Regions from separate parts of the Mus musculus genome. Here all the other regions are linked to region 1. The links are chromatin contacts, called in public Hi-C and Micro-C maps. All regions are on one chromosome and are shown on one strand. Each heading gives the region's core, a stretch centred on a gene start, on an enhancer-like site or on the middle of the called end of the contact. The rest is flanking DNA. Distances are from core to core; before and after follow the strand shown. Region 1 holds the start of Cmc2 (COX assembly mitochondrial protein 2). Region 2 holds the start of Dhx38 (DEAH (Asp-Glu-Ala-His) box polypeptide 38). Region 3 holds the start of Tmem170 (transmembrane protein 170).

What was found. Hi-C and Micro-C count contacts between places; a contact is called where the count stands out from the background.
Region 2: a Micro-C map of the HL-1 cell line shows a contact between it and region 1, with 4 times the contacts expected there. The contact joins the promoter of Dhx38 here to the promoter of Cmc2 in region 1.
Region 3: a contact with region 1 is called in a Hi-C map of B cells, with 5 read pairs. The contact joins the promoter of Tmem170 here to the promoter of Cmc2 in region 1.

The regions. Positions count from the first base shown.
Region 1 is chr8:116,919,244-116,923,681 of GRCm38.p6, forward strand. It overlaps Cmc2 (COX assembly mitochondrial protein 2), which reads right to left and starts at 2,193. Exons shown (of 4, transcript NM_026844.3): 1 at 2,108-2,193. Cenpn (centromere protein N) reads left to right here and starts at 2,497. Exons shown (of 12, transcript NM_028131.3): 1 at 2,497-2,540; 2 at 3,085-3,198.
Region 2 is chr8:109,563,813-109,568,250 of GRCm38.p6, forward strand. It overlaps Dhx38 (DEAH (Asp-Glu-Ala-His) box polypeptide 38), which reads right to left and starts at 2,049. Exons shown (of 27, transcript NM_178380.2): 1 at 1,679-2,049. Txnl4b (thioredoxin-like 4B) reads left to right here and starts at 2,080. Exons shown (of 4, transcript NM_175646.4): 1 at 2,080-2,251.
Region 3 is chr8:111,874,195-111,878,632 of GRCm38.p6, forward strand. It overlaps Tmem170 (transmembrane protein 170), which reads right to left and starts at 2,481. Exons shown (of 3, transcript NM_025781.2): 1 at 2,309-2,481. The coding sequence starts at 2,441.

The DNA.
Region 1 (4,438 bases), core at 943-3,442:
AATGAAGTTTTGAACTTACAGTGCATTTATCTGGACATAATCCTACCACAATTTAATAAGTATCTGTACTTGAGAAAGCATTTGGCCAATAATCTATATATGTGTATCATAGACAAACAAACACACATAACTACATGTATTTTCTTCCCATCATGACAAAAGTTTTTAAACTTTGTATATTACTACAGTGCTAGCCAGAAAAAAGAAAAAAAGAAAAATTGTTTTCATTTTATTTTTAACTGAGAAACGAAAATGGGCTTTTCTCACTGCTTATCCTGGATGGCTGTTTCAAAGAATAAAATGTTAATTTTGTTTTCTTCCACTCTTGGCAAGAAGAACTCTATTTAACCTAAGTCCTAAACACGCAACCTTATGGAACAAATCCCTTGCTTTAGCGCCAGGAAGCACATTTTTAAATAGAGTGACTCTAGTATGAGGAAATGCGTGCTGATAAGAGAAGGTATTATAAGAGGTGACATCCCTATATTTTAACGCCATCTGTATTTCTTTTAGAGAGATTTTGCTATTCTGGCTGCCCAAGAAAGAAACTTACACTACAGTTGCCATTCCTAATAGTTTAAAATAAGCAAGGAGCTGGAGAGATGTTTGGTGGGTAAAGCTCTTGCTGTGCCTTAGGTGTCTGCACCCCTTATTGCGGAGATCGGGTCAGGCAGACCCCAAGAAGGTTCTCATGGCTAGCCAACCTAGCCAAAACAGCAAGCTAACACAGTTAAGGAGAAAGCAGGTCTCAAATCCGTAAGGCAGATATAGACATAGAGCATGAGGGTTGGCTGGACTGAGGTCAGGCCCAATCCCAAAACAGACACATACAAAAATACACACTAATTAAGGCCAGCAAGTGCATGAGGACTTGAATTCAATCTTCAAAACACACATGGTGGAAGGAGAAAACTAACTCCAGTGAGCATCTTCTGACAGGCAGGCGTGCACGCACACACACGCACACACACACACACACACACACACACACATGATCATTTCTCAACTATCACCTTAAAACTGCTTCTCAAAAGAATAGGCCTCTGCCGGGCGTGGTGGCGCACGCCTTTGATCCCAGCACTTGGGAGGCAGAGGCAGGCGGATTTCTGAGTTCAAGGCCAGCCTGGTCTACAAAGCGAGTTCCAGGACAGCCAGGGCTACACAGAAAAACCCTGTCTCGAAAAACCAAAAAAAAAAAAAAAAAAAAAAAGAATAGGCCTCCTCTGCATCATTCTGGAACAATCTCCTACTAGTGCCAGGTAGGCAGGTAAGTAGTCTGCTAAGACCAGGGAAATTTTAGAGGAAAAAAGAAATAAATGTCTGCTGAATGTTGACATTTAACACTGAAAATGGAGAGGCGTATTTTCACTTCGATCAACCAAATACCAAGGCCTGGATGTACAAGACAGAAAAGATGTCAAGAGAATCCCTTTGCCAAGGCAAAGTTGCATACATTTAAAGTGGGTTTTGTTACTAACACAGGGTCTAGTGTAGCCTCAAATTCCTTATGTTGCTGAGGGTGACCTTGAATTCCTGATTCTTGCCTCCACCACCTCCCCAGAGCTGAGATTGAAGCAAACCATCCTACCCTCCTTGCCTGGGGTTTTGTTTGATTTCGAGAAGTTTTAACAGAGGCTTCTAATACATCTATTGTGAAAACACTCACAGTCGTCCTCGAAGCCTATCTAACGGACCCTAAACATTACTTTCCTTGTCAAGTGTACCGTGGGGGATCTTTACAGATACCCACATCACCAGCCAGTCCAGTGACTTTTCAGTAAAGAAACTTTTGACGGCAGCTCCCTAGATTAGTTATCAGCCAGAACAGTTAGCTCAATGCGCCCTCAGTGTCACGCATCTCCAAAGTTTTGCAGCAGGGTACGCGCACTCGACCAGGCGCGCGCCCAAGGTCGCAATGCCAGCGAGCGGCGGGCAGATCTCAGCAGTGTGACAGCTCATGCCCGCGGCTCACCAAGAAGAGTGTTCCTAGTAAAGGTCCAAGGGCAGGGACATGGGTGAACCTAGCGCGGCGTGGGAAGCTAAAGAGCCGCGTCCTTCCGCCACAGGCAGCCAGATGCCCGGAGGCTGAAGGACACCCGACACTCACCGTCACTCAGCCCCTACAAGAAGCACAGAAAGAGAAGTCACCGACACGGAGCCCGCAGCTCCCTTAGGACTTGCAAGCACCGACGCTCCGCGCATGCGTCATCCTGCATGCATCGCTCCGCCTGGACCGGTCCACTGTCCCATGCTGAGGGGGATCTAGGGCCATCCCACCGGGGCTCGGCGGGGACAGCACACAGAGATGACTGCCAGGTGGAATTCGAGACGGAGAACAATTATATTTACATGATCCTGTCTCTGAGTACAGCGACTCTGGGGATCTAAAGCGTTTTCCATCAGGCGCCCACAGCCGCGTCCCCCCGTGCAGCCGAAGCAGTGCGGAGGGCTTGCCAGGTGGGCGGGGCCCGAGCGGCCATTGGCGGCTTCAAAAGCACCTCGGCGGGAACCGCTGCAGAGACGGCGGGCGATGTGGACTGGTAAGGCAGCCTCAGCGACACCGAATTGGACTCGGAGGCGGCGGGAGGACTACAGGAGCCAGGCCTCAGACATCTACGGGGGCCTTGCCACGGCGCAGTTCCGCCACGGGATCTTAGCCTAGGAGTGACACTAGTGGAGGCCGGGTCCGGGCCAAGAGGGCCGGGATGAGCGTCCATGGCGTCATATCCGCCCGGAGTGGGGCGGGGTTTTATGTCCCTTGGCGTTTATGCCATGGAGGCTCCGGGCTGCCCGCTCAAGAGCTGCTTTACTTTGATCCTTAGGTTCCGTCGAGCCTAGGTGTCAGCTCTCTAATTCCTAGCCTCGCCTCAGTTTTTGTCCATGCCTCCTGTTGCTATACTCCTTGTGCTCCATGCGGGTCTACCGGATCGTTATTGTCACGTGTACATTCAACAGCCTTGTCTTAGCTGCTACCATGAATAAAGCGCTAGAAAATAGAAATTGAAATAGTAACAGGGCAGAAAGTTCACTCAAAGACTTGCTAACTTTGTTGATGTGTTACGCCCTTTCTGTCATTTCTTTTAGGAAGGGCATGGTGCAGATAGATCACTCAGAATTAAGAATCTTCGGAAGTGCTAAGGATTGGGCACCCCACCCCGAAGGCCCTGATCTCCGAAGTTTATAGCCGCATCTGGCCTGGTCAGTACTGGGATAGGAGAAATGCCTGCTTTGCATACACTCTCCTCTAATTTACCTCACTGAGGATCAGGAAAACGCTCTCAGATGTTGTCACGAACAAGGTGTTGGTTTAATAGTTGACAGACAGTGGAACTATATCCTTCCCTTGTGCATACCGCTTAGGGTGGGTATCCAGTCACTCTTCCATCAGTCATTAGTCAAGTGCATATGAGATTGTTCTTGGGTGACCAGACTCGCTGTGTGATTTGGCTCATGGTGACTGAAATTGCTAGGATCAGAACCCCCCAGCCCTGGCAGCCCTAACAAGCTAGGCTCCATAGGCCACTTAAAAGGACAAGTCTTTTGTTTGTTTGTTTGTTTGTTTGTTTTGTTTTTTCGAGACAGGGTTTCTCTTTATAGCCCTGTCTGTCCTGGTACTCACTTTGTAGACCAGGCTGGCCTTGAACTCAGAAATCCGCCTGCTTCTGCCTCCCAAGTACTGGGATTAGAGATGTGCGCCACCACCGCCTGGCTAAAAAAGACAAGTCTTAAATGAGAGGCAGAAAAGAGACATGTATTCAGTGTGGCCACACTGGGAAGAGCAAAGAGGTCTAGTGACCCACACACCAAGTGTTGAGTCCTGAAACAGAAGATTCAACAGAAAGCAGAGGGTATACACAACTAAGCAGCCCTAGTCACGGTGTGGTCCTCCCATCTCTGAGACATCGTTGCCCTGGTGTTGCAGTCCCTTCTGCAAGAGGGTCTGACAAGGAGACAGAAAAGCTCCCTCTGACTGGCACCAGGTGTCAGCCTTTCCTTCCCCATCAGATCCCTGGGTTGAACTCCATGTCTCTGTGGGGACACTCACAAGTGCCTCTTTTTAGAATGACTTTGCTCCTGCCAGAACAGTTATAAAACGGCTATAGAGTTTAAAAACATAGTTGTGAATAAGATCAACATAGTCCCTGTCTTGAGCAGAAAAAAAAATTAACGTAGCTATGATAAAATTATAAAGCCAATTGCAGGTGGTTCTGTAAAAATAATAAACGATGGAAGATTGGAAAAAAAAAAAAAACAAACAAACCACTGTTGGATGATTGCAGTAAGTTTCCTGGGGAGCCAGGCAGTGGTGGTGCACACCTTTTTAAATGAACTCAGCTGGGACTAGAGAGGTAGCTCAGTTGGTGGAATGCTTGCCTCCGCATGCAGTAAGCCTTGGGGTCATCTCCCAAACCACATGAAACCGGATGTGGTAGCGCAC
Region 2 (4,438 bases), core at 799-3,298, 7.4 Mb before region 1:
TAGTGAGACAAGAAAGAAAGAAAGAAAGAAAGAAAGAAAGAAAGAAAGAAAGAGAGAGAGAGAGAGAGAGAGAGAGAGAGAGAGAGAGAGAAAGGAAGGAAGGAAGGAAGGAAGGAAGGAAGAAAGGAAGAAAGGAAGGAAGAAATAAACTAAGTAACTAACTCACTCCAGGCTCTTGGCATTTTCTGGTTTTTTTGGGACAGTAAGCAGTTGTCTTGGTTAGTCATTAGTTCTCTATGTGTGAAACCACAATCACTTCTGCTTTCCACAATCCACAGAACCACTGTGAGAATCAATTGTTGGTACACTGATGTGACGGTTGCATACTTGGTATTATGCTCCTGTACCCTGACTTCCCTTCCTGGTTTTTGATATGCATTCTCCCACCCACCCATCCCATTCCCTTTAAGTCACAAGTTCCACAGAGCAGAGAAGTTAGCTAGCACACGATTTCACCATCCATATTCTACACACTTGCTGACTTTTGTTGTGGATCAGTAGTGGTTTGTGGGAAAAGAGAAAAAAAGCATCCCATAGCAGGCAAAAAAAAAAAAAAAAAAAATCTCTTGAATAACAAACTGTGTTCGCCAAAATTACTTCCAAGAAATGTTAGGAAAGAGCATGTCTGGAACGTGTTTCAGAGACTGTAAGACCTCCCAGGTGTTTGGCTGATGTCAAATTCATCTTTATCTAACACCACCCGATTATAAGCTTGGACCTATGTTGGACATGTAGTTAATTATTCTCATTCCGATTAAGTTTATAAAGCATGAGAACTGTGACTTTTGAATCTAGACTTCTTTTGCTGTGTTCTAATTAACATGCACAGCTCTCCCAAGGGGCGCTGCAACACAATGTGGATGAAGAAGCAAAAGTTTCCCGAGGTAGAAGAGAGAAACAAAGTCGCATCTTATATGCATATTAAGAAATCTTGACAGGAAGGCTGAGATACAACGACTTACATCCTAAAGTGTCATTTGCATGCAAGCAGAGACTACTGTCTGTCTTGTTAACAAATGGCAAAGTAAAAACCTGATTAGATATCATTTATTGAAAGCGAACAGGAAGTCAGACATTTCTCTGGACAGGAAATTATTCACAACACAGGACAAGGAAGGACTTAATTAGCGGCTCAAAATAGCAAATAAAGCGGTCCACGGCCAGACTATGGAGAAACATCGGTGACAAAGAAGCCACAATGGACTTCTCAGGTTAGCAACTGCTTACTGCATGCGTCGTTAATCCACTTGCTATTCTCAACAATACCGATAAAGGAAAAACAAGAGCCCTTTCCTCTTAGGGTTAATACTCTACTTATAGATTATCCGCCAGATCTAGTGGAGACTCTTCAGTGAGACAGGAGGAAGGCACCAGAAGCCCTACCCAGGCTCTCCAACTATCGGGTACCAGGTTCGCGTACTGCCCTAAACGAGGGCACAGGGAGGACCCCTGAATCTCCGTGGGGCCGTTCCCAAACACCGGGATGAGACCAGAACATGGACAAAGTCCGGAGAAGGCTGAATGAACTTCTCCGCTCAAGCAAATAGAGAAACTTGGGTAACAAGGACTAGAGGAACTCTGAAATCAGGGCCCAAACAGAAGCCGCGAGCCGACACCGGCCGCCTGGAGCCGCCATGGCTGCCGAAGGACAGATCTGGAAAGAGAAAGAGACGCTCACCTCACCAAGCACGACTCTCGAGGCCTTCGGTTCCTGATCTGGAGACGCCAGCGCGGCCACCGCTCGATCCGAGGGTCTCAAAGAGGCAAATTCCGCTGTTTGAAAGCGGCCATCATCGTCCCATAATGCCCTGCGCGGAGCCTTCTATCCGTCCAAAAAGACCATCGAGAGCAGCCCACAAATCCAGGGTTCCGGGACGCCAGAGTGCAACCCCGCGAACAGGCCTTCCGAGCCTCAGTCTCTTCCTCTGGGTTCAGAGTCTCCTTGCGACCAATCGCGCTTGGCGTAAGAGTCAACACCCCGCCTCTGGCTCGGGGGTGTGCAAGGGAGGACAACACGAGACCGGCCATGTTTACTAAGGGCGGAAATGACGTCACTTCCTGTCGCTGGCGGCCAGTGCAAAGTGGAAAGGAACTAAAATAATCTTGTCGGATTACCGGACTATTGACTGGGGCGCGCGGTGGCACGTTCGTTTTCTGCGTCCGTGTTTCTCACTTCCGTTTGGGAGGATTTTTTTTTTTTTTTTTTTTTTTTTTTCCTGTCGGAGGAAGCGTTTCTAAGGATACAGCCCAGGTTAGTTGGGGTCTTTCCCAGGATGGCAGTGAGGAAAGAGGCAGTTGTGCCCTAGCTAACCGGTGGAGGAGCCCGGGTTGCTGACATGTAGACCGAAGTGTCCTCCATGGCACCTGTGAACCAGGGGGAACCCAACCACCAGGTTCTTATCAAAAACATGCGTTGGGTGTTTTGTAGACGTCAGCCCTGACGTAGATTAAAGTGACATACCGCTGTAATCCCAGCAGTTGTGAGGTTTAGGCATAAAGATTGCCACAAGTTTGAGGCCACTCTGGGGTACTAAGCGAGATCCTTGGAAAATAAGTTCATGTTCAGATATGTCCTTTGGTTATATCTTAGGATGCTTATTTCCATTATCCTATGAAAGCATTACACGTTAAGTTTCTACAAAAAAGAAGAATCAGACTTTACATACTGCTTCCGAATCTTTTCTTAGTAGCTGTATAAGATAGTTCGCAAGACTACTACTATCAGTGCCCTGTTGACAGACATGAACATAGGTCTTTGTGTCTATGTTCATATTCTCAAAAGTAGAGCTGTTGTGTAAAGAGGAGGCCAGTTTTCTTTCCAAAGAGCTTTTGCATCCAAATTCCAACGAAGTAGGCATGCCTCCGCTCTCTCTCCATTCTGAGTGTTACCGTCTCACTTGGTGTTTGTAGACTCAATGCATTTCTTAAATCTGCCTTTTAACTTGCTATCCTTTGTCTACGTGCAAAACTTGGCTTTCCAAATGTGTTTAGTGTTCATAATTTTTATGATTCTCCATTTGCATCCCTCATGCGAACACTGTCTTGGATGTGGTGTCGCTTTCCCCCTCCTTCCAACATCTGGCCTGTAGCACACCGACCCTCTCTGGTGACACGCCACACTCCCCCTTCCTCTTTTTATTACTAGTACGGGATTTGCTTACGTGAATTCTAACGGCGAGACGGGTCCAAATTCTCTTTGTGTTTCTCTTTCATCAGTAATTTGTTCTACACTCACAGTTGATGAAACCCCTCCTGGAAGTCAGCTTCCCTATTTAAAGGGTGACCTACAGGCTGGAGAGATGGCTCAGAGGTTGAGACCACTGACTGCTCTTCCACATGACCAGGGATTCAGCTCCCAGCACCCACGTGGCACCTCACATCTATCTTTAACTCCAGTCCCAGGGAATTTGACATATAGGCAGGAAGACATGCACATAAAACTATTAAAATAAACTGTGGCTTATAGGTGGAACAATTTCATTTCTTGTGTAAATTTTATTCATATCTTATGTGTGCATTGTTGTGTATGTGCATGAGTATATACTCATGTATATACACCTGTCAGTGCATGTTTGTACACCAAAGGCAACCTTAGGTGTTTGGGTTTGGGTTTGTTTTGTTTTGTATTGTTGACAACAAGGTCTCAGGCTGCCCTGCAACTTGGTGAACTGGCTAGGCTGACTGGCCACCAAATCCCAAGGATCTGGCTGAGTGCACTGAGTTCGTGAGCTACTCTCGCAGGCCAGGCTTCTTTTTAGATGGCTTCCGGGGATCGAACTGGGTCCTCACCCTTCCCAGGCAAGCACTTTACTAACTGAGCTATCCTCCCAGCCCTAATCCAGACCACGAAATATAATTTTTGATGAAGGGGAGAAAGGCAAATCACATTTCATAGCATTAACAAGCCTTGAAATTAAATGCAGAGTAACTAATATCCCAGTTGCATCTTCTGTGGGTACTGTCAATAGTGACTTGTCAGTCATGGGATTTTTCAATTAGGAAATGACTTGCCAAAAATTAGGAGCTAGACTAGCAATTTTGTAGCATGAGTTCTAGCCTTTGTCTCACAGCTAGAAGAGTAACAGAATGAACTAGTCTATAGAGTGAGAAGCCCAGCACCAAAGGAAGACAGAGAGAAGGTCAGATGAGGCCCCTCTACCTCAGTCTCCTCTGAGTCATTTATTTAATTATGACTTTCACACACTCTTAGTTGGTCTGTTTGCCATGTGATTAAGTGTATCTAGGAAGTCCCCTTAAGTCAGGACTCGAGAATATACAAACATTCGTCAATGAAGGACCCATGAAGTATGGTCCACAAATGAAGTAGTATGGAATCTCAAAGTCTTTTGTGTAGGGATATGGGAAGTTCAGTAAACGTTATATTAAAACAATGCAAAGCGCAGAAAGGGTGAATCATGTCCCCACCTCTGCCACCCCA
Region 3 (4,438 bases), core at 1,231-3,730, 5.0 Mb before region 1:
AACTAGGGGGAAACCTTTAAGTACGCATTATAACCAGAATTCCAAATGAAGATGAGACACTGCGGGGATGGGGCGTGCTCATGATGCACTCTGGTCAACTTGAGGTCAAGGGCTATCTGTTCTGCATTAGCCTAGTGTTTAGCTTGTTGTGATCCTACCCAGGTTTATACCTCCAGTCAGGAGCCCACATCGGCTAGAAGGGTGACCCGATGAAGGAATGAGTCCTGGTAAATGGTACCCTTGTCACAGCCATAGCAGGAATAAAACCCAAATACATCATGCGGATTAGCATTTTCAGGAGAGTCTGGAGAGATGGCTCAGCAGTTGGGAGCGGCTGCTGCTCTTCCAGAGGATCTGAGTTCAGTTCCCAGTGAGCCCTGAGCGCTGACGCATTATGGCTCATGTCTGACTCTTGATTAGCATCTGGACTTCAGTAAGGCTTCTGACCGGCTCCCTTTTCTCAGCTCACAGGCCATCTGCCTTTTTTCCTTCTTGGTAAAACAACTCTTTCTCTCACCAAATAAAAACAGAAACAAAATGAAAAAAAAAAAAAAGAATCACAAAGAAGAAACAGTTCAGAGATAGAGTGGTTGCTGCTCTTTCAGAGGACCTGAGTTCTATTTCCAGCAACCAGGTCAGATAGCCCAGCCACCTGTAACTCCCGGCCTCTGGCCTGGGTGGGCACCTGTACTCACATCCACACACCCAAACACATGCATATATTTAAAATTTTTTTTCTTTTTTCTTTTTTTGAGACAAGGTTTCTCTGTGTAGCTCTGGCTGTCCTGGCACTCACTTTGGAGACCAGGCTGGCCTCGAACTCAGAGATCTGCCTGCCTCTGCCTCCTGAGTGCTGGGATTAAAGGCGAGCGCCACGATGCCCGGCAATTTTTTGTTTTTAAGAAAAAAGCTATTTGGTTGACTAGAGAAAAATTTAAATAAGGCCTATTTAAATAACATCCCTTTATCCGTGTTATGGATTTTAGAAGTGATCTGACTTGGGGGCACCGTGACAGTGACAGGACACACATCCCTGGTTCAGAAGTTTTGAGCTCAAGAATCCTAATGTCTCGTCTTCCGCAGTGCAGGAAGTTAAATTGTGATGTGTACACACATGCACATTGATGTGACCAAGGCTGTAAAACCAGAATAGTCCTGCTTTGCATGAGACATCCATCAACACCAGCCAAATATACAACTGTGGCCCCATAATCTAGCCTACCATCTAGGCCTACCTAACCCCACCTATGATGGTCTCACAAGTGCCTAATGAGCCTCAGCTTTTAAGTAGACATGTGACTTTTACCACCCGAACTAAGCATATGGGTACTTGTTATTCTCTGTTTCGCCTTCTCAGGTTTGGAAATCTCCTTAATAGTTGGGAGAGAAGTAAGAAAATGAGTTAGAACAGACTCACTGAATCCTAGGAAAGAAAGAACCCTTCATCTTTTGGAGAAGGTCGCCAGAATGCTGTGTGTCTGTGTGTTTACTTATTTGTAATCACTTTCAGATTTGTTTGTTTATTTATATATGTATTTATTTGTAATCACTGTCAGGTGGGACACTAGTACTTCTGGAAACAATCTGAACTCCCAGACTCTTTTCTTGTGGGCAGGATCACAAGCTAACATCTTCAGCTGCCACAAAACAAAAAGGCAGCCACCTTGTCAGCTACTACACAGGCAGGTCCCAGGTGTCCACCGAGAGGCGCCTGGCAGTCGCTGCCCAGTAGATGAGACTCACAGGTGTCTGGTCGAAGGTTGCAGTCAGCAATCCCACCCGTCATCCTCTTTTACAACGTCACTGGGTTAGTTTCTCTTTGCGGCAGTGTCCTAATACCCCTACCCCCCCACACCCCACCCCACCCCCGCCTCTGTCGTCTTGCCTTCAAAAACCCAAAGCAATCATGCCCTCCCCTGAGGGCCTTTATTAATAACCTCAGGGGATCATTCTCTTCTCCACAACTTTCTGAATTGTAGCAGTTCTACAATGTAAATGTAACTTTAAAAGCCCTCCTGGCAGAAGGCGGCGAAGCCCGGGTAAGAGCTAAGAGCAATTTAGAAGTTCTGTCTTAAGTTCTTCTAGGTGCGGGTGGGGGAATCCGCAACAGGTCTGAGCAGGCTGGTGGGAAAGTGGGTGTAGGACAGAGTCAGAGGACAGCGTCAGCACACAGGCTCTCAGAGGAAGGATACTAGCAGTCACTAGGACTGGACAGCCGTCGCCCCAAGTGCGATTCCAGGGCTGCCTCGGCCTCGCCCTGGGAGGCAGGCGACAGGTGCGCAGTGCGCAGGCGCGGGGCGGGGCGTACCTGGGAAGGAGCAGAGCGAAGTGGAGTTGGGGCACAGGGTCCCGTTGCCCACCCGCGGCACGAGCTTCAGGCTGAGGATCTGCTGCAGGAGCCCGGCTGAGCCGCCGCCACCGCCGCTCCCCTCGCGCTCCATCCCGCCGCCATCCACCGCCCGCCGCGCCGCGGAGTACCGCACCTCCGCAGCCACGGCGTCACCTTTGGCCGGCCCTCTTCTCCCGCCCACTCCAACGGCGCTGCTAGAGTAATCGTTTCTCCTTCCAATCACAGGGCGCCGCAGATGGAGGGGGCGGGGTAACGGTTGTTCCCGCCCCCTGGCGCTGCGTTCGATTAGAGAAACCCACGGCATGCTGCGCCCCTAGTGGCAAGTTTCTTCTGCTCCATCTGGGTGTGTTGGGCTCTGCCCTCTTTAGTGCCACCTTTAAGTAGGACAAGTCCGGTGAGATTGCTCAGCGGGTAGAGGCGAGGTGTTTGCCTCCAAGCATGAAGGATTTGCCTTCCATCCCTAGGACTCATATGGTGAAAGGTGAGAACCAACTCCCATGGTTGTCTTTTTACCTTCACATACACATAGACTCACATACATTTTAAAATAGTATACAAGGATACATCACCAAAAATAAAAATTAAGTGACCACTAGCCTACTCAAATTTCTCTGTAGGACTGAATATGTATTGACAGAGAACCAGCCTAGCTGCACATCCCTAGATTCCAACCCCAGTTGCTTAGCCTGTCAAAGTCTATAGGTTCGCTGGGCGGTGGTGATACGTGCCTTTAAACTCAGCACTCAAGAGGTAGAGGCAGGCAGCTTTCTGAGTTCGAGGCCAGCCTGCTCTACTGAATAAGCTCCAGGACAGCCAGAGCTACATAGAGAAACTCTGTCAAAACCAAAACCAAAGCAAATACAAGACAAAACAAAAGACTGTAGGTTCAACTTCCGAACAACCAACAAGCAAAAATAAGACTTTTTAAATGGACCAAAACAGAGGCAGGCGGATTTCTGAGTTCGAAGCCAGCCTGGTCTACAAAGTGAGTTCCAGGACAGCCAGGGCTATACAGAGAAACCCTGTCTCGAAAAACCAAAAAGAAAAAAAGGACCAGAAATTCTCTAAGTCACAGAAGTTGAAACTTTTAGGAGCTGTGACCTGAGTTCCATCTCAGGAGCCCACGTGGTAAAAGAGAACCCATAACTGCAAGTTGTCCTTTGACCTGCACAGGTTCCCACACACATATGGCCATGGCTCTCCCTGGTTGTAAACTTGACGACGCCTGGAATGAACTAAAACCGCAATGGCTGGCGAAACCTGTGAGGGATTTAAAGTAGCAATACCTATAATCTGGATCTTTGAGGTGGAAAATCCACCTTTGATCTGAACCACGCCATCTACCGGTTTGAATATGCTTAGCCCATGCGAAGTGTGGCACGTATTAGGAGGTGTGGCCTTGCTAGAGGAAGTGTGCCACTGGGTAGGCAGGCATTGAGGTCTCCTAGTGTTTAAGCTCCACCCCAGTGCGGAGGAGACAGTTTCTCCTGCTGAGATTCTCTCAGCTCCCTCTCCAGCATGCCTGCTGCCCTGCTTCCTGTCATGATGATAATGGACTGAACCTCTGAAACTGTAAGCCAGCCCCAATGAAATGTTTGCCTTTATAAGAGTTGCTTCGGTCATGGTGTCTCCTCACAGTAGTAAAACCCAAACTAAGACACTGGCATTAGAACCTATTTAGAGATTCCAGTGTATACTGAAAGACCAGCGGGGTCATCCAGCCCCATGGACTGAACAACTCCTGGACTCTGGGCCTTCCATTAGTAGACAGCCATTGCTGGATTAGCTGGACCACTTCCTGTAAGCCACTCTATAAATCATATATATACATATATATATATATATGATACATTCAATAAATAATTTAACATATTCATTAATAAATATAAATATTTAAGTTCTCTCCCTCTGCAGAATCCAGACTAATACACATATATAATAAATCAATAACTTTAAAACCTTTTACAGCAACTGTTTTTCAGTATATTTAGACATCTTGTCAGCATTTTAGATTTTGTAGGATTTTTGCTTTTACAGGATAGCATGAACAATGCCAACAGCCCTTTCCCATAAGTGTGCTATATCCAT